Linked DNA regions of Mus musculus: regions 1, 2, 4, 5, 6 and 7 are each linked to region 3. A link is a contact called in public HiChIP or PLAC-seq and promoter capture Hi-C data. All regions are on one chromosome and are shown on one strand. Each heading gives the region's core, a stretch centred on a gene start, on an enhancer-like site or on the middle of the called end of the contact. The rest is flanking DNA. Distances are from core to core; before and after follow the strand shown. Region 1 overlaps Kcnma1 (potassium large conductance calcium-activated channel, subfamily M, alpha member 1). Region 2 holds the start of Kcnk5 (potassium channel, subfamily K, member 5). Region 3 holds the start of Vdac2 (voltage-dependent anion channel 2). Region 4 holds the start of Dnajc9 (DnaJ heat shock protein family (Hsp40) member C9). Region 5 holds the start of Nudt13 (nudix (nucleoside diphosphate linked moiety X)-type motif 13). Region 6 holds the start of Saysd1 (SAYSVFN motif domain containing 1). Region 7 holds the start of Fam149b (family with sequence similarity 149, member B).

Region 1 (3,196 bases), core at 515-3,014, 1.6 Mb after region 3:
CAAGTTAAGCTAGATAAACAAGACAGATTTACCCTCAAATATGTAATACACAAGTTATATAAACCTAGCCATACAAAAGAATTATATGACAATGTCACATCAGAGATCAATACACACCCCAGACAGTCAGTCTTACCCAGTGGGACCTTCACAGAAAATAAGTTTAGAGACAAGAATGAGATGGGAAGACATACCAGCCTGGGTTTCTGTGTGCCCAAAGATCATGGTCCTCTGCGGATACACACAGTTGAGAATAATGTAGAAATGGGCAATAATAAAGTGTGGAGAGACCAGAGGGTGGAAGCAACGAGTAAAGCAAAGACCTTGAAAATACTAATATAAGGATTCTAAGAGGATCACTGTGAATGGAACAACCAGGGTACCTGAGCACACAGCTAAAGAGTCTTGGATAGATACATGCTATAAAACTTCACATCCCGAATGACAGACTTTGGACAATACCTGAGCAAGTCAGATCATCTTAAACTTTTTTCCCCTTTATTCTGGTGGGTGGGAAGTAAACTCGTTGGAGAAAATGATGAAACCCTGCCTAGCTCAGCCCAATTTCCTTCAGGCTGCTACAAAGTTACACTTATAACTTTGTCCAAGATAAGACATATTAGAAGCGCATACAACCTAAGTGCAGGGGTCTGCCATGGACATTTCTTATCCCGAGCAGGGGAACTGATGGCAAGATAAAGTTACTGAACCTCTTGGAGAAGGGTTCTGTGGGTTATAGGAAGCTGATGTCTTACTGAGTGATCAACCTATCCTTGACTCTCAGCTTGTTGTTTCCTGTCGTCTGGGCAGAGATCTGGAAGGGAGGCCAGCAGGGACCAGCTTTTACTGAAAACTAATGACAATTGTTTTCTGAAAAGTCATTGTCAACAAAATCAGTTCTTGGAAGTAGAGTCCTGGACAGGGAACTGCTTCCCCACCATGTGCTGTGTGGTTTGGTCGGATTAATAACACTTTGTAAACCACACAGGCAAGGCAAAGAGTGTCCAGCACTGGCCAGCGCCCACCACTTATACCTGGAAGTTTCAAAAGCCCAGCACAGAAATGTCCTAATGGACGCTCAAAGTTAATGAATTAAAATTATTATTCATTTACAACATAAGTAAAGTATATCTTCCAAGTTACTAACAGGTAGAATACTAAAGAAAATAGGTAAATTATTCTCTCAATAAAAATGTCTGTCTCGTAAACAAGGCAGTATTTATCACATGTTGTACTTTTCTTTTTCTTTCTTTCTTTTTTTTTTTTTAAAGATGTATCTTTGGTTTAAAAAATAAATTTGAAAATAGGCTATACATATAGATAGAAGAAATAAACAGTTGTTGCCTATAGTTATGTTTTTAAAAAGTATTTAATATTTATTTTGGTAGTCTTATTTGGCTCATTGATAATGCCCAGGTTGAAAAACAAATCACTTTTTCTAAAAATAATTTTACTGAAATCTAAAACAAGACATAAAAATAAACCCTTATGCCATGTGTCAGGACTGACTTCTGGCCCCATAGAGAAAAGCAACACCCATTGGTGAACATGGATTCTAACTTGGTAATTCTTTGTGAGACAGCATCAAGTTGGAATTATTTTCAGACGGATATTAATCCAGTCTATTTATTAACTTTATAAACATGCCCTCCATATCCTGATGGGTACTGTGGGAATTAACCTGTATAACCAATAGATTAAAGACATGGCCATTCCACTCAGCAACAGCGGGAGGGTGGTGGGGAGGCAACTGGAGGCTGACTCTGCTTTCTGGGTCTTTGTCTTTTAAATTCAGTGAATGTTTACTTAGCTGGAACTTTCTCCAAGTGAGCATTAGACTGGGCAAATTGGATTTAAAAGAAATATCGCAAGTTGAGAGGTGTTGTTTTAATGGATGCATATCTCTTGCAAAAAGAGTTTCAGATATCCATCTTAGAGAAATAAAGGAGAATCAAGAGAAAGAGAAAAGGCAGGAAGTGAGGCAGGAGGATAGGCATTTAGAGGCCATCTGGGAGGGAGCATTTCATTTATAGGGTTGCAGTGCCACCTTCTGGTTACTTCATATTTCAAGTCCCCCTGATCTGAGGCCATCTATCTCACAATCTAAGCCTCAATGTGCAGCTGTACAACTGCAGTTCTCCAGCGCTGTTATACGTAAGAATTTTATTGCCCGTCAGCAGATTTCTAACCCACTGGTTGAAGTTTAATAATCTTCTGTTACCTGAAGTATAGGTTATATAAAAACCTAGCATGCTAATTGTTGACAAACCAATTCTAATACACAAAGCTCTGTAACTCACCCAGTAAATACCCAAATACATCAACAGAGAGAGCTCCTTTTTGTTCTAACAGTGTGCTATTAATACAACTGATCATTTAACATGAGATTCACAACGCGCATTTCAAAATATGGAGGAATCAGGGGCAAGGCTTCCCCTTATTAACTTCTCCTTTATTTACAATTGAGAAAGAAAAGAACATTCTCTCCTCCCCCTCCCCACTCCCCCCATTTTTGGAGAACAAGTTCCTTGACCACAATGCCATTTGGGAAATATGTTGATATAGCAAAGTCTGAATTATAAATACCTTATAGGCGTTTATATAAATACCTTCCATCTATAAGATGTTATATGGTTTTGCATGGTGATGAGGAAGTTGTGGGGAAGATATGTCACCGATACTGTGGGCAGAGAAACACTACCTGTCATTTTCTCTGGGGGGGGGGGGGAGATCACCGAGACGACGTGATAGCAAAGGAACACAATAAAGAGGAGAAGCCGGGATGTGATAGTGTGTCTGATTATATCTGCAAAGGAAACTGTGAAATAAATTAACACCAAGTACCCATGAGATGCGGATGGTAGCTCCACAGCCAGCAGTTGCTGTGCATCAGGGGAGGTTTCTGTTCAGTAGTAAGAGAACTAAAGTGCAGGTAGGCTGTGAATCTGGTGGTGATAACTAATGGCCACGCCACTTAAGACTCGGATTAGATCTCTAACAGGGGGAAAAATAAGAATAATAAAAGACTCTAAAGGACAGAAGAATGCAATAGGGTTTGTATTTTCACTCAGAAAATATAAACCCCAAATGGGATCAAAGGGGCCCAAGAAATGAAAAATGACAATTCCTCTGTCGACCCTGATCTTATCTCAAGCCACACTATCACATGATAATGCTCTGGGGTTTAGGGGAGGGC
Region 2 (2,993 bases), core at 137-2,636, 1.6 Mb before region 3:
GACCCTAAGTTGGCTCAAGGTTCCAGTTGAGATGGTCAGCCAAGTTTACCATGGTGAGGTCAATGGTCTACTGGGTGTGTGCATTCTCAGATAAGTGACTCCACAAGCTAACATCAGGGAAACATCCCCTCACCCACACTATCCTCGCTCCCTAAAAGGGCACTACCTGAATTTGGGTGTTCGTTTGTGCAACCTGCTGTTTTGACAAAGCTTAATTCCGAGTCCTTGAGGGATGGCTCAGCTTGCTAAGACTTCATGGAAGCCTGGGACCGTCCCGAACATTCCAGCCACAGACCTTCCTCCGAGGCACTTAGGATATGTCCGAGCTCCCTGCCCCACTCAAAGTGCAGCAACTGGCGGGTGTGTTTTTGCTCACACCAGGTCTGGGGGCCCTCTGCTGTATTCAAGTTTAGAAAGGTCGAGCGGGCGCGGCAACGGCCCTGGAGCGGGAGGTGGTGACGCGAGGGGTGGCACCCGGCTCTGCTCCCGGACTCCGGGAGCGTCTCCAAGGAAAGATAAACTCCTTTATCCGCCCCACAGCCTCCCTCCAAAGAGGGAGGCACCCGCACACCCACACTAAGCCACCGCGGGGCCCAGTTCATCCTGGAGTCAACCCCAAGTTCTCTCGGAACTTACTAGGTACTGACCAAGTCTGCGCGCGTGGGGGAATCTCCCTGTCCCTAGACGAAAGACACAGATCTTTGCGACCTGACACCTGATGAGGCATTTTCTCCCGCCACCCAGGGACTTCTGGTTGGGACTGGGGGGTGGGGGGTCGTCTTAAACTGTAGGAGGGAGTATCCCCTTCAATACCGCTATAGTCCCAACAGCTTCAGATGCATGTGGAGGATTCTGGCGACCGACGGCTCACCTGTAGGATCTTGTCCAGTCCCTCCTGACTCAGGCACGGAAACTCCTTGAGTAGATGCAGTTTCTGTGTATAGTAGTTTTTCTTGGCCTCCTTCCAGTGTGGCTCCTCCAGCACTTCGAAGATCGCTGCCCCGATGGCCAGGTAGAATATGATGGCCGAGGTGAGTAAAGGACCCCGGTCCACCATGACTCTGGAATGGCCACCTCCTGGAGAAAGAGTCCCCTAATTCCAGCAGCTCCGGGTTCACTCGTCCTGCAGCCCTGGACACAGCTGTTTGAATTTGGAGCTCCGCATGCGCAGTGCCCGGTACCCCCGCGCGCCGCTCCCGGGACAGTTGCTTGGCCAAGTTGGCTCCCTGAACGCGGGGAACTGCGTGGATCACGTTCTCACAGGCCAGGGTGAGCGCACATCAAAAGGGGGTTGGGGCCACCCCAATCTCTCGATCCTGAAGGGTAGGGTGAAACTCAGGACCCACACCAGCAGACACGTGTGCCGCCTCTGCGCGCGCGACAGTACGCCCAGCGCGCCTCCGCAGGGCTCTTTAAGCAGCTCTCAGCCCGCCCGCTCGCGCCAGACCCTGAAAGGGGTGGAGTCCATTCGGAACCCGCCCCTGGCCCCGCCCAGCGCGCCTGAAGTCATTACACCAAACACCGGGTTCTCCAAGCTCCAGGCCAAGGCTTCATGGCCCCACCAGACTTCCAGGAGCCACACAGTCGCGGGATTTGCGGTCTGCGGGACTCCAGTTGCGTATTAGAAATCGATATAATTCGCTAAAACGGTCATGCACCTTACTGCTGAGGTCAGAAATACATTGCCAGTGTTACTATCACATCCAGATGTTTCCCCAATTATTCCTGGGGCTCACACACTTACTTATCTGACCCGAGTAAGGAGATTGGATCTGAATTAGGATTACTGGGAATTAATCCCAACCACAAATGGGTGAAGAACCCATCCCAGGTCATCTGTGTTCGCGACACTTCTGAGAGAGGCGACAGACAGCCACACCCACATTACAAGGACCTCTTCCTTACTCCCAAGCCTGCTTAAAATTACAACACCACTTCCCCCTTACCCACCCCAGCTGGAATATCTACTGGAGAGACTAGAAATGCTTTCCACTCGGTGATGCATTTATCCACAGGCCTGTTAATAGCGATAAACACTCAGACCAGGTGTGGTGGTAGTGTGCACATTTAGTCCCAACTAGAGAGGTATACCAACTTTGTCTACATAGGGAGTTCTAGGCCAGCCAGGCTACACAGTAAAACCTTCTCTCAAAAATAAACAAATACTTGATAATAGGCAGAAGATGTGAATACATCTGTCAAAACTCGTCTGAGTTACTCCTCACTCTGCTTGCTTCTCTGAGCATTTATAAACCCTGGGCAGACGACATGTTTTTGTATCGTAATCGGGGGTTTGTCGTTAGATCTACTTTCCAGGAAAGAAATGGAAGCTAGGCAGAGCCATTTGGGCAGCCTCCACTGTCTCAAGTCAGGGGTGCTGACTTGTGTGCCAGAGCCACAGCCTGCCCCTGACCTCTGTGGCAGCAGATGCAACAGAGGCCAGAGTCCCTGGCACTACCCCCTCCCCAGGGCCTTTTCCTTCTGTGGGTGATTAATCGTCACAGGCCGAGAGTTGCAAGAAGGTTGTCTGTGGCTCTTGAAATCTTGCTGCATCTGCAGAGCTAAGGATGGCTCCACACTGCTGATCAGTCAATCATTTAGATAGGGTCTCCCTGTGTAGCTCTGGTTATCCTGGACCTCGCTATGTAAACCAAGCTGACTTTGAACTCACAAAGATCCACTCCCTACACTTCCCAAGTGCTGGAATTAAAGACATGGCCACCACCTCTGGCCTTCAATTGTTTGTAGCTCTTGTTTGAAGATTGTGAACATGCCCTGAGGGAGAAGTCTGAGCAGGAAACCGAGAAAACTCAGGTTTCTAGGGCAGGAGAGATGGCTTGTCAGTTAAGAGACTGACAGCCCTGTCTCGAAAAACCAAAAAAAAAAAAAAAAAAAAAAACAGAGAGAGACTGACAGCTATTACAGAGGACAGAGTCTCATTTTCCCTGTAACTCCAGTTCCAGAGTATCCAATGCCTCTTCTGAGCTCTGTGA
Region 3 (3,145 bases), core at 380-2,879:
CTCCTGGGAGAGAAACATACCAGAGTGTAACTTTAAACTTGGGTGTTGGATTGGGGGGAGCCCACCTAGCCATCTTTCCTCCGGCTTAGGAGGAGAGTGATGACTTAACAGTACTTGAGTAGAGGAAGAGTTCAGAGACGATTGAGTCATGAGTGCATATGTGTGGGTGTCTTTGCTCTCAGTCCAACTGTATGTCTATTGAAGATTATTAAACAGCATCTTAGAGATGAGGGAATTGAGGTCCACAGGCTAAATTATTTGAGTTTATTGAGCTGAAGTGTCAGTTGTCTCCATTTTAAATCTTCTGTATGGCTGACGTGTGTGTGTGTGTGTGTTTTGAACAGTGTCTACTGCTCTTCACCTTTTACAGAATTTAGAGAACACGGTTTGCAGGCCAGGTTGACAGAGCCCCCGTGACCCTCTTGTTTCTATTTCTGGAACTACTACTGGCTTTTAATGTGGGTGTTGGGTGCTGGGGATCCGAGCTCAGGTCCCCTTGCATGCACAGCAAGATAAGGGTTCTTACTCACTGAGCCTCCGATTCTATCTTTATTATCCTGTTTGCCTCACCCTGTAGTTTAGCCTCAAACTGGTCTCTATTATTATTATTTCAAGACAGGGTTTTTCTGTATTGCCCTTGCTGTCCTGGAACTCTCTCTGTAGACCAGGCTGGCCTCGAATTCAGAAATCCACCTGCCTCTGCCTCCCAAGTGCTGGGATTAAAGGTGTGCACCACCACTATCCAGCGGTCTCTTATCTTTATTAACCTTTTGCCTCACTCTGTAGTTTAGCCTCAATCTGGTGTAATTTCTCTGCCGCCCAGATCTGGGACTACAGGTATAGGCATCAGGACTGGCTGCTCCCTCCCTCTTCTGGCATATCTAAAGAACTTGAGAGCAGCATTCTAATGACTGGTCAGCATGAATCCTACAGTTATTCCCTTGTCTCTCCAGGCCTCTCAACCAGGGGAAGCTTCTCTTCCTAGAGCAGGATGTGCTTCTGCGCGTGTGTGAACCCATACCATATATGGGTGAGACGGAGGCTGCAGGAGCGCAACCCTGAGGCTCCGAGAGAAATGCCCAGAGACTGGCTCAAGTTTGTTCCTTTGGAGCCCAGCCTAGTCCCAGCAGGGGAGGACATGGCGGTGGGCGGTGAACCGAGATGGGAAGAGCATGGAGGCTGCACTTGGGGAGAGTGTTTCATCCCCCTCAACCCGGACCTTAAGTTCAGACCTCCAGGCTGGGACTCAGGGAGGAGGCTGAGAGGGTGCACGTGACCCTGCGGGGCACATCGCCCCGCCCCGTCGCGACTCGCGTGGCCACTCCCATCCTGACCGCGCGGGTGCCGTTGCGCCGCCTCCGCCGTTCCCAGGTCCTCGCCTCTGGGGCTGTCCTGGACATTGCCTAACCCGAGGCCCCGCAGCTCCTGCTCGCCCCGTCCCCGCCGGACGGTCCGAGACCGCTCACCCAAGGAGACCGCCGTGCTCTCGACCCACGTGGTCACTCCGGAGCAGGTGGGAGTGGGCAGCGGGCGGAGCGGCAAGGACAGGCGCGGTAGACAGCCCGGGCGGCCGCGGCGGGGACCTGGCTGGGGGAGGCCAGGCTTGCGGCGGGGCGCAACGGTGTCTCCTTCACTTCGCCCTCCAGCCGCGGTGGCTGCAGCGCAACTTTCAGATAGCGGAGTGGCCTCAGCTGCGAGCCGAGCGGTGGCGGCAGCGCCCCTCAGGACACCCGCAGGTACTATGGTGCCCGCCTCTTGCCGACTCTGGGGCCTTAGGGCGGGCCGGCAGCCTGAGTGAACTCAGGGCGGCCCTGGTCCCCTAAGATGGCCGCAGCGGCCCCGGCCCCTTTCTCTAATGTCCGAGCTCCCCAGGGGACCCTTTGACTGTCCCCTGACCGCACTTCTTGTCCCTTTCACAGATCACCTTTTCCCCGCGACTTCGCCATGGCTGAGTGCTGTGTACCGGTATGCCCACGGCGTAAGTAGCACAAGAGGTGTTTGCGCGATGGGGCCATGGGGGCTGTGCTGTTCCTCTTTAGAGAACCATACCTTGTTCCGCCGTGGCCCACATGATGCCTGCAAAGACTTGGAAAGTTTGCTTCTTTGCGCGCCCCCTAAGTCTTACACTGCCACTCTGTTGACGGACGTGGTGCTGGGCTGTTGGGTTGCAGATAGGGGGGCTCGCGCCTGGGGCGTTGGTCCTTGGCCGCACCCACCCTTGGCTTTTGGATATGTTACTTACAAATCCGAAAGCAAAACACTTAGTTGTTGAATTCCATCTTGGGGTTCGGGGGGGGGGGGCGGAGAGTTAGAGCAGTCACTTTGCAAGAGGAAGTAGTTCGCTGTCTGCCTGCACAGGTCGAGTGCACTACAAGGTCATTACACGTGTTCCTAAGGGCGTGGATGTGCACTGGAGAATGAATGAGCTGCTCCTGGAGCTCGGATTCCTTGCCCTTAAGCCTCACGTTGTCGGAGGACTTGGGGGACCGTAGTAATGTGTTTAAAGTGCCATTTGATATTTAGTTGCTGTAGACATAGATGGTTGTATTTTTTGCCCGTGTCTCAATTGTGCCAGTTCCCAGAGTGTTGGTTTTGATTTTGGAAGTCCTTCCCAAAGGTTTGTTAGGGGAGAACGCCTAAGCTTAAATTTTGGTTTTTATCTCCGTTAAATCAGTCACCTTGAGTTTTGGCAACTGTGTAGGCAGTAGACACTTATGTTTAGGAATTAGAAAGGCTTCCCCCATTCTTAAAACTTGGTAGAAATGTCCCAGGTTTGTATTACCACATAGCTATTTAGAAATAAGTTTTTGTTATGGGTGGCTACTTTAGAATAACATTTATTGAAGTTCTAGTGGCATCAAAACCCACTCCGGTTGAACTGCTTGAATGTAAATGTTAGCAGTAGGTCCTAGTAGTAGCTCACATTAACTGTAGAATGTTTCTTTTGACTAGCGATGTGTATCCCTCCACCCTATGCTGACCTCGGCAAAGCTGCCAGAGACATTTTCAACAAAGGATTTGGTAAGGACTTTTTTCCCTTTTAAACATAAAAGAGAAAAATATATGCTTGGACCTCTTGAAAAAAGTTAATTGCTTTGCTTTTCTAGACTGAATACCCTGCTGCACTCATGCCTCTGCCAGCTGC
Region 4 (3,000 bases), core at 219-2,718, 1.4 Mb before region 3:
TTTTTTTTAATTTTTGTTTTCTCCCCCTCTTCTGGGCAGTTTTGGAGAATTAGGGACCTCCCACGTACTAGACAACCAATGCAGCACGGATCCACACAGCGCAGCCTGACCTCAAAAGTGGCAATCCTCAGTTAGCTTCCTCAGTGCTCAAGTACTGGGAGCACCACCCCGCCATTCTACATGTTTAACAGCACACAATCACTGCCATCTTCTACCTGTTCAATAACCACACAAGGCCCACAGCCTTGTAACCAGGCTCCATACAGCAAAGCTACAAGGACTGCCTCGTGTGAAAAGTTTTTCAGAATCACTTGAGGGTGACTTCAAACAGTCCATAAAGTGGAATCATTTTCAGCACAACATACCAAAGTAATCAGGGCTTTCTTCCTGGTCATCTAGTTAGATCAATGCTGCAGGTCAAGCAGTCATATCGCAGCAGTCTATTTCCGTCGCTGTGAATACAGCGAGACCCTTTTTTGAAGCAGCTGAGATGTGCTAGGAACAACACTACTTACCCTCCTTTTCCTTGCATTCATCTTTTGTTTAGACTCTTTGACGAAGGCGCTGTAGGCTGGAATCTCTTTGGATTCAATAGCTTTTTGAATGATGTTTCTTATCCTGGGTTCATCTGTGTACTGTACACAAAGTACAGACTCCATGATCTGGTCCATGTCGCCCTTGAAGTCCAGATAGGCCTGCTTAATATCGTTTAGCTCTTCTTCGGAGCCTTTGTATGTCTTTTCAAAAGCTTGGATATCCTCTAGCGATATCTAATAACAAAGAAGATTGCTTTAACTTCGCGAATTGTTCTTGTGGACTGAATGATGAGAATTAGTCAAAGCCACTAAAGCTCTTTACCTTTTTAAAGAGTAATCTCCAATATGCATCCCAGTCCCGGTCTTGGTTGAGGCCAGCAGAGTCTTCGTCCACTGTCCCCTGTTCATCGTACACTGCTTTCTGTTCCTTGTCACTCAGAACCGCGTAGACTCTTCCCAAGATCTGTAAGCAGAGTATCCAAAAGTCATCCTGAACCTCCCACCGAAACAGGGCAGCTAGAAAAGCTGAAAAATGCCAGGCCGAGGATCAGCAGTGCGCTGTCCTAGGAGCAGGGGCCCCGCGAGAGCACAAGTCCGGGCAGCAGTCCGAACGCGGGCCCACAAACCTGGAAGCGGCGGGTGGCGTCCTCTTTCTGGTCCTCCTCTACTCGGTCGGGGTGCACTTGCAGGGACACTTTGTGGTAGCCGCGTCGGACCTCGCCGTCCGAAGCCTCGCGCCGCACGCCCAGCACTTGGTAGAGGTCGGCGGTGCCAAACACCTGCTCGCACAGCTCCAGCAGCCCCATGCCAGGGAAGAGGCTGCTCCGCGAACCCGGGGAAGCTGTAGCCACAGCCGCTCTGCTGGACAGCGGACCGCCGGCCGCCTTTTCCCGCCCAAATAACTCTGGGCGCCTGCGTCACAGGAGAAGCGCCGGGGGCGGGGCCAGCCGCACTTTACGGCAGCCGCAAAGCAGCCTCGCTCTCGCCCGCGAAGTAAAATGAGACGGCGGTGGCGTCTTCTGGAGAGGAGGCACGCCCCACCCGGTGCCAGCCACTACTGCGCTTCCTCCCAGTTCCCTGCACAGCTCAATGATACATGAGAGTACGGTACAAGACACAACGAAAGTTTTCCGAATAGAGAGCGGATGCTCGGGCTGGAGAGGATGCTCAGCGGGTTGGAGGGCATGCCGCCATACCTGACGACCTCTGGGACCCATACAGTGGCAGGAGAGAACATACTCTGTCAAGTTGTCTTTTGGCCTACACACACACAAACACACACAATCATACACAATCATACAAAATAAGGAAAACTGGGAAACTTGACATGTTCAACCCAAAGGTTAATGTGTTTTTTAAGGTGATACTCAGAGTACAACTATAGGCTTAGATGACTTCATCTGGGATGAATCCCTCAGTCCATGCAGGAATAGCCTGTATCAATCAAAATACACAAAGCACAACTTTTAAGAATGCCTTTTATCTCAAAGGATGTGTATCTTTGGCAGCACAGAATCAGCGCCACTCACCTGCTGCAGTCACCTCACACAGCAATGGAAACTAATTGCACTGACCCACCCATCCTATCATTTTAAATAGTTCAGTGCTTCTTCGGCTTTTCCCCTCCTCGGATCTAAAAATCAAGGCCAACTAAACTTAGTTCCTCTCTTACCTACTTTCAAAGTTCCTTCATGCCCAGTGAAGGAAAACCAGCAGCCACACTGGATGGAGAGCAACCTCTGAATGTACATAAGTAACTATTCTCAGAATCCAGATAAAACAGGCCAGAGCACTACATTCCTAAAGAATGTAGCCTTACTCTAGAACTTAAAACCTACATTAACCAGCACGTAAAAGCAAACCTGTGATTCGTGTTTATAGCTGTAGAATCCCATGGTTCTGGGGCACTGTGAGGCAGACGGTGTGTTTGATTTCATACAGCCTGTCATTTACATACTGAACTCACAATACCTAAACACGACTCTATCATAGACTGTTCTGTGTATGCGTGCACATTCATGTGTTGGTTAGAGTGGGCATGTGCATGCTTTAACACATGGAGGTCAGATACCACCTTAGGTGTCAGTCTTCACTTCCTACCTCATTTGACACAAGATGTCTGTGTTGTTTCTCCACTGTGCATGCCAGCTTGCCCGTGTCTGAGGATTCCTTTGTCTCTCCACCGTCCCATGTCCCTGTAGGATGCTGCTATTGCAGACTCTTTGCTTCCTGTCTAACTAGTACATGGGGTCTAAGGATGTGAACTCAGTACCTCAGAGCTAAGGTAAAAATAAAGCGCTTTACGTCCTGAGCCATGTTCTAGGCTTCCCACTGGCATTTAAAGTGAGCTTTGGAATGGCTGTCTTATCATTTGTTTTTCCTTTCATATAGGCAACATTATATGTAGGAAAATACTTTGTAGGTAGACATACGGAGTTTGAATCCCAAGTTGTTCTCAAGTTAT
Region 5 (3,294 bases), core at 557-3,056, 1.5 Mb before region 3:
CTCTCACCATTAAAAACTGGCTAGCCATTAAACTAGGCCTGCTGTCCTTTTTCTGATGATCTAGATCTGTGTTCAGATCTATATTCAGGAGTTAGTAACCTTGTCCCTACAATGGTTCTTTTAAAATGTCCTCTTGTTCCGCTTAAGCCCTTTGGTGACATTCTATCCCTCTCGGAATAAACCCAGAACATTATAATGGCTTTATAAAAACATAACACTCGTGAGGCTCCGTGTGATCTAGTGCCTGTCTATTTTTTGACCTCATCTATAATGATCTGTCCTACATTTCTTTGTTTTACCTTTTATTGTTATGTGTTATGGGTGTTTTGTCTGTGTATACTGTGTACCACATTTGAGCAATGCCCACAGAGGCCAGAAGAGGACCTCAGATCCCTTGGAACTAGAGTTCCAGAAGGTTGTAAGCTGTTATATTGAAGCTGGGACTCAAATCCAGGTCCTCTAGAAGAACAATCAGGACTCTAAACCATTCTGCCATTTCTCCAGCCCCAGTCCTAACCTTTCTTTACACCCGCCAGGCACATCTCCACCCCAGGGCCTTTGCACGAGCTTATTTTACTCTGTCTACAAGTCTCTCCCCACAAATCCTAACTTGGCTGTTCCTGTCAGCTCTGTCAAGCTCTTTATTCCAGTGTTGCCTTAACAATGAGGCTATCCATCCTACGTAAAATAGCAAAACCGCTCCTCCTCTTACCATGCTTTAACTTCTGCCCCAGCACTTACAACCGTGTGTACAGTTATTTATTTTGTTTTCTCCCATAGAATTTTGTTTACATTAAGATGCATTTTTTATGTATCCTGTACTTTTAATATTTTGTCTCATTAATTATATTTTGAAGAGCTAGGGAAATGGCTTAGTGGTTAATAGCACTGGCTTCTCACAGAAGCAAGCAACTCCCATAGTAAGAAAGAAAGCAGCCCCAAGTAGCTTTACTGGAGATTCGTCTTAGATGGTGATTGATCCTACTGATTGACCAAGGTAAGAGTTTTACCTAAAGCGTCTATATACCTAAGCACAGTCCCTCGTTTATTTAAAGCAAGGTATCAGTATGCACCCCTGATAACCTGAGTCTACTGTGTACACTGGGCTGACCTCAAATTCAGAGGGCTCTGCCTCTGTCTCCTGGGATTAAAGGCAGGCCTGGAACTCCTTTTTTTGTTTTTGTTTTTGTTTTTCGAGACAGGGTTTCTCTGTATAGCCCTGGCTGTCCTGGAACTCACTCTGTAGACCAGGCTGGCCTTGAACTCTGAAATCCACCTGCCTCTGCCTCCCAAGTGCTGGGATTAAAGGCATGCACCACCACGCCCGGCTAAGCCCGGAACTCCTAACCTTAAAAAAAGATTTTTTTTTCATGTTCATATGTACATGGCACATGTGTGTCCATGGGTGCACATTAAAGTATGTGGGTGTAGAGGGTAAAGTTGACATGGAATGTCTTCCTCCATGGCTTTCCCCTTTGTTCATTGAGGCAGGGTCTCCCACTGAACCTGGGGCTCACCAATTCAGCTAAGCAGCATCTAGCCCAGAAGATCTGGAAACTGTTAAAGCTATTTGTTTGTGGTGGGTTTCACTATATGCTTTATAAGGTTAACTTTGCAACCCAAGGTTACAAGCTCCCGGCCTAAAAGTTGAACTACAATTCCCAGAGTGCATCGGTAATCTCTCTGAGACTGCTGGGAAGTGTGTCAGATTTCCACTTACCCAACCACCCCTACGTGCGCTGTAGCGATGAAACTACATTTCCCAGAGTGCATCTTTAAGGAGGATTCTGGGAGGTGTGGCAAAGCGTCAATCCCACTGGGAAGGGAAAAGAGAAACCATTTGAACTTGAACATTTGGAGTTTCCAGGGGCGTGCAGACCATTGGGGCATAGAAGGCATCTCGAAAAGAGTGAGTACAGGAAACGAAACCTGTTCTAAGTGCAACTAGGATGTAGTAAGGAGCCATAATCAAAACTTGCCAGACGCTCTCGGTTACAGAGTTTGACAGTTTTAACTTAAACCTTTCAAATCTCGAGAAACCGGACGTTTTTGTACCCAACATTGAGTACCTCTAAATATTTTCTGAAATATTTTTGAAGAGCTATTTAAAATGGAAGTTTCCAATATTTCACCTTTTCTCTTAATTTTTTAAATGGTGGCGGGATCTTTTAGAAATAAACCATAAAGCTTTTTATATAAACCAGGGCACAGAGACCGTGAAGTCTGCAACACGGCTGCTCATCAGCTTCCAGCATTCCCAGCCATCGAAGTCCACAGTGGAGTGGCTGCTCCCTGGGCACCTGTGAAGATTCAGGAGGAACCCACGGTCACGCTTTATGCCTTTCAAGTCATTCCATCTGGAAAGATGAACAGAATGAGAAATGTGTGTGTGTGTGCCATAGAAGTTGTTAGTTCATACGTTCAAATGCCTTGGCATTTATTAGTTTTGAGTAAAAACAACGTTACCTTTCATCTCATCGATAATTCTTTGTATACACACACACCAGGAGCGTCAAGTGTGGGGATGCTGTTTGACATATTGTCCAGTCGTCAGGCCATGATAATCGACAGTTGGCTAAAATTAATTTGGTATCAAATATTGGACAAGAAACCAGGTAGCTGTATGGCCATACAAGAGCAGTGAGTAGTTACAGCTCGATTCCCAGGACCCATTAACCTCACCAGAGGAATTCCAGTAGCCTAAATTTCCAGTAGCGTGAAAATAACCTCTTTTAGCCGTTAGTCCTGGAAACTACTGGTTTTGTTATACATTATTGTATTTATATATACATATATATGTGTGTGTATGTATGTATATGCATGTGCTTTAAAATTTAAAGATAGCCTATAATCCTTCCTGCTGAAGCAAAAGAGTCGCTATGAGTCTGAGGCCAGCCTGGGTTACAGAGTGATACTTTGTCTCAAAAATAAATAAATAAATGAAATTTAAAATCAGTAAAAATAAATAAGTAAATTTTAGTCAGGGCTGGAAAAGTGGCTCAGCAGATAAAGTGCTTGCTGAGTTTGAGTCCCCAGGACCCATGTAAAGTGGGGTGCAATAGTGCACATCTGTGACTCTCTGGAAGCTCACAGGCTAACCAGCCTAGTATACACAGTGATGAATGACAGAAATATCATGGCTCAAAATAAGGTGGAGGGTGAGGACCAACACCTGAGGGTGTCCTCTGACCTGTACACTTATCCTGTGGCATGTGTGTGCCTGCAGTATCTCTCTCTCTCACAGTCACATGCATATGCATCATGCACATGCAGTCACATACTTAGGCACCAAAC
Region 6 (3,345 bases), core at 624-3,123, 1.7 Mb before region 3:
CACGTTCTCCTGTACCCTCAGGTACTGATCAGCAGGGTTTGGGTGTGCCAGCCTCTCAGAGCAATAAAAGTCTGCTTTGTGTAGAGGTCAGACTGGGTCTATTCTCTGTTTTCCTCATTTGACTTCTTACAGACCCAGCCCTATGTATGTATTTGGCTCTTGTTATGGTTACAAGAAACTAAGGCCCTGTGACTGCTGAAAAGCGTAGTGTGCTGGTTCATTTCTTGTCAATTTGACCCAAACTAGAGTCTTCTGGGAAGAGGGAATCTCAATTGAGAAATGAGAGTGCCAGTAGGCAAGTCCATGGCCTGTAAGCTAAAATAAGCCCCTTCCTCCCCACATGGCTTTGGTTATGGTGTTTATCAAAATAACAAAAACCAAACCAGGACACAAATTTCCTCCTTGGAGTGTTTCATATTTCCACCCAGGGATTCCAACCTCACAGGCAAGTACCTTTGCCAGGATACTCCTGTGTGGAACTATATGAAGCCACAATGAGATTCGAATGGGCTATCATACTTGTCCAAATTATTTCTACCTAGATCACTCACAGTTGAACTTGAATACCCTTCTCTAGTCCAAGAGGGGCCTATAAGCCCATGCACATCACTCTAGGCAGTTACAGTGGCCACACTTCCATAGTCAAACCCCGTTTTGCACAGGCCAGACCTTGCTTAGCTTCAGAAATCAAGCTGCATTCAGAACAGTATGGCCATAGTCTCAAACCTCTTTTTGTTTCCTGGTCCAAATCCCATTTCTAAAGTACAAGCTACCCGAGACACTGGCTTCCTCTACCCAAGGTGTGAATAAAGTGCAGCCTTAATTACTGCCACCTCTGAGCCATAACCAGTAAGGCCTTTACCCCCTCACTAGCAGTGGATGCAGCTCAGTGGTTTCAGACCCCAGGACAAGGTGCTGAGGTGTATATTTTACACACCAAGCAGACCTGGCCTCCAGGTTCTCCAAGCATCTCTCAGTCCCTACCTAGCATACCCTACCCCCAACCCTGAACTTTCCAGCCCACAGGCTCTTTACTATATAACCCAGACTTTTTTTTGTTTGGTTGGTTTTCTCTCTTCCTCTTCTTCCTTTTCCTTCTCTCTTTCTCTTCTCCCTCCCCTCTGTCTCCCTTCTCATGGCGACTTCCCTGGCCTCCTTCCTAGGGCCAGTGAACTCATCGGCACAAAAGCAGCTTCCCGATAAACCTATATATATACTAATCTGGCTTGAATTGGCTTACTTCACCAGTGGAGAAATAACTTATCAGTTTCTCAAAGCCACGAATCTCTGTCATTAACTCGCAGTGAACAACTGGAGAGCAGAGATGTTTCTTCAAGCTCCCTAGAGCTTCGCTTTGTTTTCAACTAGTTGCTGCATAGGATTGTCTGGGATGGAAAACGTCAAGGCCACGTATCATGTGCTGATACACAGAGCGGAAATGCGGTGTCCAGCCACGAGGCAGGCGAGGAGAGAGCGCACAGGACAAGGAAGAGCCAGATATCCTGGGTGTGGCTTGGGCAGGCAGGGGCGTGGCCCCCGCGCGGAGGCGGAGCTTCAAGGTGCAGGCCTCTCTCCTCACCTGAGGCTGGTTGGGCTGAGCCTGAGCGATGGCGGGGTTGGCTTTCCGTTTCAGGAAGCGTGTCAGCCAGCCCGTGGCTGTCTTTGGGGTCGCCGCCGCTGGCTCCGCCTTCGCTCCCGAGGTCTGTACGCTCTGACTGGACGTGGAAGGCTGGGCTACCAGACTGGCCCGTTTGCGGGCCTCCCGGAACTCGGCTAACCGCTGTTCCATGGTGCGCAGCCGCCCGCTCGCCGGTGTGTGTCCAGGCCTGTCCTCGGCCGCCGTGCGCCTGCGCACGTGGCCCTCTGTTGCGCCTGCGCGTTGCATGAGCCCGGGTCGGAATTTTCCAAGGCTTTGTGACGTCTGGTGACCCTCCTGTACCTGGAGCGGTCCTCGGTTCTCGAGAGGAGAGTGAACTGAGTGTCCCATCTCCTCCGGCTAAAAGGTTGCGTTTAAAGTATGAGAACCGTCAGATGTTCCGGCTCTTGCCCGGGCCGCAGAACTCAGTTCTGACGTGTTTGCTCCTCACCTCAGGTTCAGGGAAGAACGCATGCGGGGAAGCCAGTGGTCAGCACCGCAGAAAAAGCGTCTCGGGACGCGGGAGGAGACCTGTGATCTCTGGGAAGTTTCCCGTGTCAGAAAGGCAGGATGCGTCCTACCTTCTAACTCTTACTGCAGTCTATCAGTCTCGCTGAAGGTGTTCACACCTCCATTTTCTTAGCATTTAGTTTGCTTGCTACACTAGAAAGATGCATTGACTAGACAAGAAATGTAAAACAAACGAACTTACTGAGGAAAAACTTAAATACACAAACCTGGGGGGGGGGGTTGTCAAAAGACTTTAAAAGCTAAGGATAGGAGGAAGCCAGACTGAAACTGTCTTATGGCCATCACAGGGCCACTCTTGAACTCCCAGCAGCGTGTTTGCCTGCACAAAACCAAACGACCCAACCTTCGCAAGCCCCCACTCCTAACTGGGGAGCTACTTATGGGTGATGATTTCGGGCGGGGTAGAGAGTCAGTTTCATGTAAGCCCTGGTAGATCCTGGTGGATTGCTCCATACCCATGAATGGGAATTTGTGGACTTCTTAAAAAGTGAAAAAGAGGACAAGGTGCGAGAGGGGTCAATGTTGGAGGAGTTAGAGGAGGAGAATGCATATGACCAAAACATACTAAAAATATATAAAATCTATAAATCGTAACTATAGTGTGTAACTACCATCCAGTAAAGAACATTTCTAGAACTCTGGGTGTTCTTATCCTTTCTTGCAATTAGTATTTACCCAAAAATTAAAATTTTAGATCTTACAGTTTTACAGATTTTTAAAGCTCCAAGCTAAGTACCAAGGATTTAGCTAAGTAGCACTTGCAGAATTGAGTCTCAAATACTTGTTGGATACTACTGAGTTCGAGTCAAAAAGCTAGAAAATATTCATTTAACAAATGTTTGTCTAGGGCTATGTGTTGAGTTCGGCACCAAACATTAAGGATTGAGAGCAGGAGGCAGGGATCACAAATGAAATAAAGACCTTTGCTTTCTACATTCTAATTGGAAAGATTTTTTTGTTGTTTTGGGTTTTTTGTTTTGGGTTTTGGGTTTTTTTTTTTTTTTTGGTTTGTTCTTTTGTGTAATGTGTGTGTGTGTGTGTGTGTGGTCTGTATGTCAGTGCAGTTGCTTGTGGAAACCAGAAGAGGGTGTTGAGTCCCCTGGAGCTGGAGTTCCAGGCAGTAGCTGGGGAAGCATTCTTAACTGCTGAGCCATTTCTCCTACTCCCAAAGTGGAGTT
Region 7 (3,318 bases), core at 481-2,980, 1.5 Mb before region 3:
CAGCACCAGCACTCACACTTAGGCACAGTGAGAGAGTCCATACCACAGCCACAGTCCCCGCATCCCTAGCCATAAAGATATTCTATAGAGTTAAAGTTAGGGGCTTGGCTATATGTGGGCAGACGTCAGTGGCTTTTAAGGTTATGGAACAAGTCTCTCAGAAGGAAGGCTTACTTTACCTTTTGCAGGCTTGTATTTGAGATTGAAAGGCTGATTCTGCCAGATATAAGGGACCAGTATGGGTGCGAACTGGGTCATTATCCGTTCAATGTACTTCTGAAGAATCTCTCTGTGCTCTTCTGTGCCTCTGGCTTTATCTGGTATCAGGAAGAGATGGTACTCCACAGCATCCTCTACCATTGCGAGCTTTCCACTGCCCTCCATTCTTCTCTAAAAATGGCCATCAAAGTTCAAGGGACATAAGCCACACAAAAGGAGAAATAACAGCATTCTCAGAATTCTTCTAGGTGACTACATTATTTCCCCCAAATTTGATACACACCTACCATCATGGTTCCGGCCTTTACCAGACACCACTTGATTTATCCTCTGAATAACAGACTTAAAACTATCTTCCTTAAAATTAAATTATGTGAACTGGAAACCTTGATATTATGGAGTAAATGAAAGTCCAACAACTCACTTCCCAAACCAAAGAAGTATGTGAGGATAAAAGTTAAAAATAGCTAGGTGTGCCTATGGTCTCAGCTGAGAGATCAAGGCAAAAGGATCACCTGGGTCCAGGATTTTGAGGCTAGGCTAGGTAACATAAGACGATCCTTTCTCACAAATAAATAAATGTTTGCCCTTCAGTCGGCAGCAGTGTGTGTAACACAGTTTGAAAACATTCCATTACTATCCATTATTCTCTCACACCTTCCAACCGTGCTTCAGTCGGTGGCATACTTTGGGCACTTTACTTTCTTGAGCTTTCTACTTAGTCGTGAAATGAAAGTGTTAGTCTGCCGTCTCTAAAACACCTTCCTTTAAAATTGTGTTACTAGGTGCGTTAAAAAGCAATGCCCCTTGCTCTACAGGGCTTCTATAGAAGATTTAAAAGTGCCAACACTTGCGTGTCGGAGTTTCGTCCCAAAATAATTGGTCATGGTTCCGGATGCCCACCTAACGCAGCAATTTAATTCCTAAGCTTACTTGGCTTTGCAATGAACCAATAAGGAACCTGCACCTTCTATGCAACTACCCACTCACCACTGTAAATTAGAATCGTGCTGCCTCTCACCCTGGCGGATCAAGGAAAAACTCTACCCACCCTCACCCTAAATCCAAGCAGGGCTCTTTATGTAGAATTTACAGAGTCAGAATTGGACTTGAGATCATGGGAATTAATGAAAAATGACATACCCGAGAGTACAGAAGAGGAGCCACCAGGAGCACTGTCCTGGCGCGGTATAGTGCTCCTTCACCAAACTAGACGCTCTTCTTCCACCTGACAAAAGTAAAGCGATCCCTTTCAATAGCTCTCTCGTGCGCCTCTGCTCTGGCACCTTTCCTTGGCTGCCTCTTCCAGCAGGACACTTGGTCAGAGGCGACCACCAACCGCCCAATCCCGGCCCATGCTGGGTCCTCGCGTTCGCTTGGGCCCTGATCCACGCCTGAACGCCTGCAAGTCGTGAGGCTCGGAACCCTGAGTATAGTCTCTAGTGCGCATCGGAGCCAATTTCCGAAAGACGCTGTACCTTCGTCACTTCCGCTCATGAGAGGAAGGAGGCAGGTCGGAAGACTATAGAGTGGGAACTCTGGGAGGTGGCGGTCCGGAATCTAAGCGACGGGGCGAGACGGGGCGAGACGGGGCCGGTAGGTGGCAGGAGGGGGCCGGGCCGGAGCCGGCGGGAGGGCCAGGCCCCGAGGCCCCCGCCCTGGCTTGCCCGCCCTGGCCGCAGAGGAGAAAAAGGAGGATGATCTCCAGATACACTCGGAAGGCCGTGCCGCAGAGCGTGGAGCTGTGAGTGGATTGCTCTGCTCGCCCAGCTTGGGCCGCCGGAGCTCAAGGGACCTTATAAGGCCCGTCCTCTCCTTTCCCGTCCCAGACATAGGGAGGGAAAATACTATCCCGGATTCTCACCTCCCAGCCCTGGTGGAAGCTGCCTTTTGTCTTTGGGTCACCAGCTTAGGGTGTGCCTTTGGGACTGTTAGGTCCTGAATTGAGGGAGTGCTGCATCCGTTGTTCCCACAGTGCTTTTGACCCCACTGAAGATAATAGCTTAAATGCTACAATAACGTTGAACGTGTCTAGTTCAGAACACCATGCAAAGCTGTTTGCTTGAATGCAATAGCGAAATCAGGTTGAGACCAACTTTGCACATCCTACAAATAAAGATCACAGGTCTAAAGGTTGTATCTAGAAGGTGGTGCAGCTCAGACGTACAAACCAAGGGTCAATCCGATTGTAAAGCCTGTTGTCAAGCAATTCACACATTGCCGTCACACCCCCTGCAAATAATGCTAAAAAGCAAGCACTTTGGTAGTTTAAAAACCTGCTTTGTACCCTTAGTAAAGTGTAACATAGAGCCTTATATCTACTGACTGGTACTTTGCAATTTCAAAAGAACCTGCAGTTTCTTGGTCCTTTCAGCAGTTCTGAAAGATTGCTGTAACTAGCTTCTGTTGCTCAGATAAAATTAGAAAGCTTCCACATCTGAACCCAATAGGGCCTGAACGTTTAAACCAAGTCCCATTGGTCCTCCTCATTGAAGTAAGCAATTTCAACAGCCATACACTTATTATGCATTCCAATAACATTCATTTAAAGTCACACCTGAGATTTTTAGATGGATACTTTTCTTGCCACTTAGCTTTTAGGAAATTTAACTAGATCTGGGCCTTCCTGTCTATGTATACAACTAAGATGTACAAGTATACCTAAAATGATGACGTAGGGCTGGTACATAATAGATCCTCAATAAGTGATAGCACTACTTTCTTCTTCCCGCCTTTACTTGGTAAAAGAGCCATACAAAGAAGAGAACCTCTCCTTGCTTTTCAGAAGCATGTTATCTATTAAGGAATATGTTATTTGCACAACAGCAAATCAGATAATAAGCTCCTTAGGGAATAAAACTAAGAAATAATCATTTCCCCAAAGTGAGAAGGATTTAACTTAAAATCTGCTTTTAATTTTTAAAATTCCATTTAGTGTATCATGCACATGCGCGTGCACCATAGCACACATTTGTTTTTTTGATTTTTTTTTTTTTTTTTTTTTTTTTGGTTTTTTGAGACAGGGTTTCTCTGCGCAGTCCTGGCTGTCCTGGAACTCACTCTTTAGACCATGCTGGTCTTGAACTCAGAAATCCACCT

Evidence for each region. Promoter capture Hi-C pulls out the DNA fragments that hold promoters and counts their contacts. HiChIP or PLAC-seq counts read pairs in DNA pulled down with a chosen protein or histone mark. Capture Hi-C pulls out chosen DNA fragments and counts their contacts.
Region 1: a contact with region 3 is called in an H3K4me3 HiChIP or PLAC-seq map of stem cell-derived neural progenitor cells, with 10 times the contacts expected there. The contact joins the enhancer-like site here to the promoter of Vdac2 in region 3. A contact is called at or near these places in 12 of 39 promoter capture datasets (the 3T3-L1 cell line, 3T3-L1-derived adipocytes, the HPC-7 cell line and 7 more), 1 of 15 datasets of contacts at CTCF or cohesin (embryonic stem cells), 8 of 484 Hi-C or Micro-C datasets (adipose-derived mesenchymal stem cells, cardiomyocytes, cumulus cells and 5 more) and 12 of 115 datasets of contacts at active chromatin or transcription factors (SST interneurons, astrocytes, differentiating embryonic stem cells and 8 more).
Region 2: a contact with region 3 is called in a promoter capture Hi-C map of pre-B cells, with 4 times the contacts expected there. The contact joins the promoter of Kcnk5 here to the promoter of Vdac2 in region 3. A contact is called at or near these places in 4 of 39 promoter capture datasets (the C10 cell line, liver, pre-B cells and 1 more), 1 of 484 Hi-C or Micro-C datasets (the G1E-ER4 cell line) and 1 of 115 datasets of contacts at active chromatin or transcription factors (embryonic stem cells).
Region 4: a promoter capture Hi-C map of adipose tissue shows a contact between it and region 3, with 3 times the contacts expected there. The contact joins the promoter of Dnajc9 here to the promoter of Vdac2 in region 3. A contact is called at or near these places in 4 of 39 promoter capture datasets (the C10 cell line, fetal liver, liver and 1 more), 5 of 484 Hi-C or Micro-C datasets (the Ba/F3 cell line, CD4 T cells, the G1E-ER4 cell line and 2 more) and 1 of 9 other capture datasets (adipose tissue).
Region 5: a contact with region 3 is called in a promoter capture Hi-C map of pre-B cells, with 4 times the contacts expected there. The contact joins the promoter of Nudt13 here to the promoter of Vdac2 in region 3. A contact is called at or near these places in 3 of 39 promoter capture datasets (the C10 cell line, liver and pre-B cells).
Region 6: a promoter capture Hi-C map of pre-B cells shows a contact between it and region 3, with 4 times the contacts expected there. The contact joins the promoter of Saysd1 here to the promoter of Vdac2 in region 3. A contact is called at or near these places in 3 of 39 promoter capture datasets (liver and pre-B cells) and 2 of 9 other capture datasets (adipose tissue and liver).
Region 7: a contact with region 3 is called in a promoter capture Hi-C map of pre-B cells, with 4 times the contacts expected there. The contact joins the promoter of Fam149b here to the promoter of Vdac2 in region 3. A contact is called at or near these places in 4 of 39 promoter capture datasets (the C10 cell line, HPC-7-derived erythroid cells, fetal liver and 1 more), 1 of 484 Hi-C or Micro-C datasets (pre-B cells), 2 of 115 datasets of contacts at active chromatin or transcription factors (double positive thymocytes and thymic regulatory T cells) and 2 of 9 other capture datasets (adipose tissue and macrophages).

What each region holds. Positions count from the first base shown.
Region 1 is chr14:23,399,232-23,402,427 of GRCm38.p6, forward strand. The region is part of intron 19 of Kcnma1 (potassium large conductance calcium-activated channel, subfamily M, alpha member 1); the gene reads right to left. Among named protein-coding and RNA genes, the nearest start is that of 5430425E15Rik, 110 kb to the right of the region's middle. Within about 2 kb of position 1,765, at least 35 of the 459 cell types and tissues checked have an H3K27ac peak or open chromatin away from gene starts, as enhancers often do. A contact at or near this core is called in neural progenitor cells, stem cell-derived motor neurons and stem cell-derived neural progenitor cells, where this site is marked.
Region 2 is chr14:20,180,396-20,183,388 of GRCm38.p6, forward strand. Kcnk5 (potassium channel, subfamily K, member 5) reads right to left here and starts at 1,387. Exons shown (of 5, transcript NM_021542.4): 1 at 872-1,387. The coding sequence starts at 1,057.
Region 3 is chr14:21,829,932-21,833,076 of GRCm38.p6, forward strand. Vdac2 (voltage-dependent anion channel 2) reads left to right here and starts at 1,630. Exons shown (of 10, transcript NM_011695.2): 1 at 1,630-1,736; 2 at 1,920-1,978; 3 at 2,953-3,021. The coding sequence starts at 1,945.
Region 4 is chr14:20,387,442-20,390,441 of GRCm38.p6, forward strand. It overlaps Dnajc9 (DnaJ heat shock protein family (Hsp40) member C9), which reads right to left and starts at 1,469. Exons shown (of 5, transcript NM_134081.5): 1 at 1,163-1,469; 2 at 859-999; 3 at 516-770. The coding sequence starts at 1,342.
Region 5 is chr14:20,292,884-20,296,177 of GRCm38.p6, forward strand. Nudt13 (nudix (nucleoside diphosphate linked moiety X)-type motif 13) reads left to right here and starts at 1,807. Exons shown (of 9, transcript NM_026341.3): 1 at 1,807-1,909.
Region 6 is chr14:20,081,299-20,084,643 of GRCm38.p6, forward strand. Saysd1 (SAYSVFN motif domain containing 1) reads right to left here and starts at 1,874. Exons shown (of 2, transcript NM_026209.1): 1 at 1,580-1,874. The coding sequence starts at 1,789.
Region 7 is chr14:20,346,432-20,349,749 of GRCm38.p6, forward strand. It overlaps Fam149b (family with sequence similarity 149, member B), which reads left to right and starts at 1,731. Exons shown (of 14, transcript NM_001024512.2): 1 at 1,731-1,963. The coding sequence starts at 1,917. It overlaps Ecd (ecdysoneless cell cycle regulator), which reads right to left and starts at 1,690. Exons shown (of 14, transcript NM_027475.3): 1 at 1,363-1,690; 2 at 180-390. The coding sequence starts at 384.